Linked DNA regions of Zea mays: region 1 is linked to region 2. The links are chromatin contacts, called in public Hi-C maps. All regions are on one chromosome and are shown on one strand. The core of a region is the stretch at or near the end of the contact, and the rest is flanking DNA. Distances in the headings are between cores, read along the strand shown.

Region 1 (3,312 bases), core at 507-3,006, 160 kb after region 2:
GGGCCTGATATGCTGCTAGCCTGCTATACTGCTACGGCAGTCAGCGCACCACCGTTCGTCCGCCATTTGGGCGTCGCTAGCTGTTTAGTTTACACAGTTACTTCAAACGCACGTTGCGTTCAGCGTGTGTGCGCGCGCCTGCACCGGCAAGATCCCCTGAAATCATGCGCGCGCCGGCATGCATGCATGCATGCTACAAATCCGGCTTTCCGGCCTAGCTCGGCTTAATTAGTTTATACCACAGCTAGCTTTTCTTTGACCATCCATCCATATGCAACCACCCACAAACTATATACATAAATATATGACACCGTTGATTTTTTTTATTTTTGAAAACTTTGATTCACTTGTCTTAATCAAAATATTTATTTAAAAATATAAAATTTTAAATCAAGCATAAACTACCTTAATCGATAAAACAAATAAAAAAATAAATGATAATTCATTGTTTTGAATATGAGACGAGTTGTTAAAGTTAAAAAAAATCAACGGTATCATATATTTATGAACAGAGTGAGTACTGCTATATTAGTATATATTATTCCGGTGTGTATGGTTTTAGATCTGCTTAAGGCCTGATTTGGTGGTAAGGGATTCCGAGGGAATCCATAAGAAGGAATCCCCTTGTTATTTAAAATTGAATTGTAAGGAGATTTCTCTCCTACAAATCAGCCCTAATTATGTTGATATCGCGATTCGCGCGCGCACACACAACACCGTGCGCGTGTTCCATCATGACTGATGATGATTGCAATAAAGGACGATGATACATGGTACTACGACGTTGGCGATACGGGCGTTGTAGTGGTCGGTTAGTTGCCCAGTCCCGATCTCGATCTTCTCTCGTTTTCCCATCATCGTTTCTGGAAGAAGGCCGTCACTTGTTCCTGAGAAAGAAAAAAGAAAAGAAAAAGGGTGAAATCGGGGGACCGGCCCAGCACTGAAAAAGCACGAAAGGCAAATGAGAAAAAAAGGGAAGTTAATAACAGCGGCAAGAAAAAAAAACCTGGCCGTTTCATATATGCGTGTGTGTACACACTAGGGCATAATCCTCTTCATACCTCTAGAGTCTAGTACGTACCTAACATACGCACCGACCAACCGACCACCGCGCGTATAATTCTGTGTGCATGGTAGCTAGGTGCTGCATATATACGTACAGAACAGGCGAGAGGTCAGCTAAGCTAGCTAAATTTAGGGGCTAAATTTGCGAGCGACCAAACTGATAAAATGAAGTTTTCAGAGGAAACATCGGTGTGCGTGCAATGCAATGCAACGACACACGGAGACCTGGACCAAATGAAGACACGGCCTAGTAGCTAGAATAATCTGCCTTGATCAATCTTAGTTTGCGTAGTTAATTAACTGGTCAAGGAAAACCTACTTATCTTGCTCGAAACCTGGAGGAAGTAAGAAACGGTCGGACCAGCAGTTGCATTGCAGTTGTAGGTAACCAAGACTGACCAGAGAGGGGCTTACACGCACCAAGATACGCGCGGCGCGCGGGAGAACCGGTATTTGTGTGGAAACTTGCGTCGATCGTTGGATCGAGATCCGACGGCTCGGATTTATCAGCAGAGGTTAAGAAAACACGGGCATCCGTTTTCTGTGCCGCATCGCCCATCGGAAGAGACAGGACGATGGAGATTTGTTGGCACCAAACTCGATGGAGAGGCCCCCCAAGGCCCAAGCGCAGCGGACAAGCTTTTATAACTGACCTGCTCGCCTCTCTTTCCTTTCCCTCTCTCTCAGCTAGTCCTCCAAACCCCCACGTACTATACTACGTACGTTATTAACCCCACCTCCCCAGCAGCTAGCATCTCCTCGTCGCTAGCAAAGCAACACCCGAAGGCCTGCGGGCGCGCGGCGTGCGGCCACGCCACCGCGCCATGGGCAACGCTCTGGCGGGCAGGCGGCGCGCGGCCAAGGTGATGACGGTGGACGGCGCCACGTTCCGCTACAAGACCCCCGCGGCGGCGTGCGCGGCGCTGCGCGGCCACCCGGGCCACCAGCTCCTGGAGTCGGAGGAGGTGCGGCGGCTGGGCGTGCGCGCGCGCCCGCTGGACCGCGACGCGCCGCTCAAGCCCGGGAAGCTCTACTTCCTGGTGCAGATCCCCCGCGGCGGCGCCGGGGACGGCGACGACCCGCGCGCGCCGCGCAAGACGTGGTCGGGCGCGCTGCGCGTGGGCGCCCGCGAGCGCCTGGAGGGCCTGATGCTGTCCCGGCGCACCGTCTCGGACGTGTCGTCCATCCTGCCGCCGCCCGCCGCCGCGCGCCTCGCCGCCGCGTCGCCGTCGCCGTCGCCGCCGTCGTCCGTGGAGGTGGGCGCCGACGGCGCGGTGCGGCTGCGCATGCGCCTGCCCAAGGCCGACGTGGCGCGGCTGATGCAGGAGAGCCGGGACCCCGCCGAGGCCGCCGAGCGGATCATGCAGCTGTGCGTGGCCAGGGACCAGGGCGTCGTCGCAGCGCCGCCGCCCTCCGCGCTGATGTCCGGCAAGAACCCGGCGCCGGCGGCGGCTCCAGCGCCGGCGTTGAAGAAAGAGGTGAGTGGGCATGCATGCATGATCCCTTCCCTTGCAACAACAACTCCTCTGATCGAGTTGCAGCTTAAACACACAACTGCAAGGCCACCTATAGAGCTGGTTATAGGGAACAATTAACCAATCATTATCCCGAAGCCGTCCCGTGACACTAGTTGGACTTAGCTAGGAGTAGGACACGGGCAAAACCAAATGCGCAAAGACGACGGCGCATCGCGATCGTGCAACGTACTGTTGCGACGCAAAATCAATAGGAAACTTATGGGCGCTCAGCTCGTTTGGAAATTGGAAGACGACGACAATGGAACGGATCGGATGGGCTGTGGCTTCACTCTCGTGCTCAGCTTTGTTTTTGTAGTAGGTACTCACTGCACTTAACAAATCCAGCGTCGTGCGTGCATGCCAGCCCTCCTTGTACTACATGTCAACTAGATAGCCCAGCGCGTAAGCTTGCTTGCTTGCTAATGGGGTCCACGTCGCATGAGGGCGACCACACGCGTCCGGCTAATCGCCCCTGCATGTGCCTAAGATTCCGCGTCTGTGTTAGACTAACCCCCGTGTCCCCGTCCGAGCCATTGGCAATTTTGCCATTATCATTTGTGGGCTTCGCCAGTATGCCATCGGACCCACAAATCATAGACACAGACGGTCCCACCAGTCATAGACACGGGATGGCATAATAACAGGCAGCCAAATTTGAGAGTGGCAAAACAGCAAATTTCTCGTCCCCGTCCCGTCCGGGCCCCTTGGGATTATCATTCATGTTACGATT
Region 2 (3,157 bases), core at 306-2,805:
TCCATGTGATTGACGCTTTAGAAAAAAATCATCTAGAATACCTTATAATTTGGTATAATTTTAAATACTCTAGGGCATGTTGGATCCAAAGTGCTAAAGTTTATCGCTACATTTTTTTATTAAACTTTAGCACTTAGAGATTCAAACACGAATGCTAAAAGGTACTATAAATATAAAGTGTTAAACTTTAGCACCTATTATATTACCACATAAGGTGCTAAAGTTTAGCATACGTGGGATCCAAACGGGCCCTTAATAGCTTATATCATACTCCCTCTGCTCCAATGTATAATTTCTTAGGTTTTTTTCAAATTTGAGTGGTTCTTCTTATTCAAAAAAGAAAGAAAAAAAAGAAAAAAATCGAAGACATACTTAAAATATATTATAAGCTAAACGATATTACAGAAAAAACTAGTAATAATTAAGTTTTTTTAATAAAATGAGTCGGCCAAACTTTATGTAAAAAAGAAGGAAAAATTTCTAGTATGCCATCAGATTTTATACTCATTCTTTGTGTGCCACTGAGTGACATATAGGTATATTTTTGTGTGTATGATATGTGAGGCCAGTGGCACACAAGTAACGAGTATATTTTCCGATGACATATAAGGAATTGGCTCAAAAAGAATGAAGGGAGTATTATCTAAGATGTCCATCACTCATAACAATTTATGGCTTAGATATTTATGTAACAATTACGTTATGGGTACGTATTACCGTTATCGATAGGCGCACAAACACGTAGTGTGTTTCTATAATACAATCAGACATGCATATGCCATAAATTTGGATCATAAATAATACAAGAAGACAAGGGCATTGTGGGAAGTAAAAAAGACAGACGGAACAATCACTTTGCTTTTTAAACGTCATGGTGTGTAATATATATTCTCCATCCTGTAATATAATCCATCTTTAATTTTTTTAAGACAAAGTAAAATAATACTTAAATGACATGTATACCATTGATTGAACACAATTAATGAGATTCTTCAAAAATCATGGTTTTCTTTTTAATAACCTTTCTCAAATACGAACAATCTCAATATAAGTTTTGAATGGCGCAATGCATTCTGTTTTATGATGGATAGAGTATATAGATATAGATATAGATATTTATAGATAGAGGGAGATATAGATGGTGGGGGTAGGACAAAATATGCATAAACTGGGCAGGCTCTCGCTTTTGTTTTTCTCTGCCTATATTACCCTTCTTGTCTAGGGAAAAAAATAAAGGGAACCCAAACTGGCAAAAGTTCAATGTTTTACCAAAGTTTTAGCAATGAAATTAAATAGGGAGCCAAGTACGGAAAGGCATTTGACGAAATATGGTATATAATTATATGCTTTCAAATCTATCCCAAAAATAAATGAAGAAACGTCGATTATTTTTGTAGGGAGATTTTAGTGTTTATATACTAGTGTATATATATAGTACCAAATCTCGCTCCTCTGGAGTCTGGACCAGCCTGACAGTTGTGCCTATATATAGCCCACAGAACCGAGCGCAAATCTGCATTGCCCGCCGCCGCCGCCGCTAGCTGGACGGTATCACCGGCCCCCAAATCTTTCTGACTCTCTCCTCCTTCAATGGCGTTCGTGACGCTCATGGCGTTGGCGTCCCCTGTCCTGCTACTGCTCCTGAGGGCGGCATGGGTCGCCCTGTCCTGCTACATCCTGACGCCGCTGAGAATCCGCCGGATCATGGCCCGGCAGGGCGTGCACGGGCCCCCGCCGCGCCCGCTCATCGGCAACCTCCGCGACGTGTCGGCGCTCATGGCGCAGGCCACCGCCGACGACATGCCGGCCCTGAGCCACGACATCGTCGGCCGCCTCATGCCGCACTACGTGCTCTGGTCCAGGACGTACGGTGAGTCCGGGACGGCTAGGACGTACGGGAGGCGTCGCCGCGGCATTGCGCTGCGCCGTTGACCCCGGCCCTTGTACGACGGTGCATGGAATGTTCCCGTAACGCGTCCGTCCGTGCGTGCGCTGCAGGGAAGCTGTTCGTGTACTGGTACGGGAGCGAGCCGCGCCTGTGCCTGACGGACGCGGCGCAGATCAAGGAGTTCCTCTCGTCCAAGTACGCGGCGAACGCCACGGGCAAGTCGTGGCTGCAGCGCCAGGGCACCAGGCACTTCATCGGCCGGGGAGTCCTCATGGCCAACGGCGCGCACTGGTCGCACCAGCGCCACGTCGTCGCGCCGGCGTTCATGCCCGACAAGCTGAAGGTGCCGCCGCCGCCATTTACATTCTTTCTCTGTCCCGTTTCCTTTTCTTTCTTTTTATTTCGTTCGTTCATTCCTTCTTGCTTTCTTTTTTTTTCTCATGGACTGGACGTGTTGGTCGCTGACGTCACCGGGCGTATTGCAGGGACGCGTGGGTCACATGGTGGAGTGCACGAAGCAGACGATCCGGGCGCTTCAGGATGCAGCGTCGGCGCCGTCGTCTGGCGGCGGGCGGCGTCGCGAGGTGGAGATCTGCGGGTACATGACTCGGCTCACGGGCGACATCATCTCGCGCACCGAGTTCGACACGAGCTATGATACCGGAAAGCTCATCTTCCATCTCCTCGAGGACCTGCAGCGCCTCACCGCGAGCTCCAGCCGCCACCTCTGGATCCCCGGCAGCCAGTGAGTGATTCCTTCTTCCCTAGTCCCCCTCGATGCCGGCCGCCGGCCGCCGGCCCGACGGTCATCTTTGTCTCGTAACGCGCGCACCTACGCACCCACTGTCTTGCCTGGCCTTTGTCGCTACCCCTGTCCCTGTCCATGCCCTCATCTGCTCGATCATGCAGGCCTGCGACCCCGAAATAACCATAATAAGCTAGCTACTGTAATTAACTACCCTAATCATGCTTAAGCGATCGAATAATCAATAGTGTCCGTTTCCATTTGGACACTGGCATGGCACGCACACGCACTGAACCGAGCCCGAGGCATCGGCCTGTTTGATGCCTCGACTCGGAAACGATTCCATCGTCACCCACACACTCCCATTGCCGTACGCCTGTCACCAGTAAACAACTTTTTGGACGCGCACAGTACCTGGTGTTGGTGTTGACGTACGTGCGTGTGTCTGAGACTGTCTGGACGTCGCTGTGCAGGTACTTCCCGAGCAAGTACAGAAGAGAGATCAGGCGGCTGAACGGTGAGCT

Evidence for each region. A called contact is a pair of places that touch in the nucleus more often than the background predicts.
Region 1: a contact with region 2 is called in a Hi-C map of leaf, with 4 times the contacts expected there. The contact joins the promoter of LOC107604626 here to the promoter of LOC100501848 in region 2. A contact is called at or near these places in 9 of 25 Hi-C or Micro-C datasets (bundle sheath, ear, endosperm and 4 more).

Annotation. Positions count from the first base shown.
Region 1 is chr7:113,946,253-113,949,564 of Zm-B73-REFERENCE-NAM-5.0, reverse strand. It overlaps LOC107604626, which reads left to right and starts at 1,756. Exons shown (of 2, transcript NM_001323503.1): 1 at 1,756-2,543. The coding sequence starts at 1,890. It overlaps LOC100501866, which reads right to left and starts at 2,856. Exons shown (of 2, transcript NM_001196507.2): 1 at 1,803-2,856; 2 at 603-887. The coding sequence starts at 2,555. The coding sequence ends at 855.
Region 2 is chr7:114,101,731-114,104,887 of Zm-B73-REFERENCE-NAM-5.0, reverse strand. It overlaps LOC100501848 (putative cytochrome P450 superfamily protein), which reads left to right and starts at 1,555. Exons shown (of 5, transcript NM_001196496.1): 1 at 1,555-1,870; 2 at 1,999-2,231; 3 at 2,374-2,633; 4 at 3,107-3,157. The coding sequence starts at 1,591.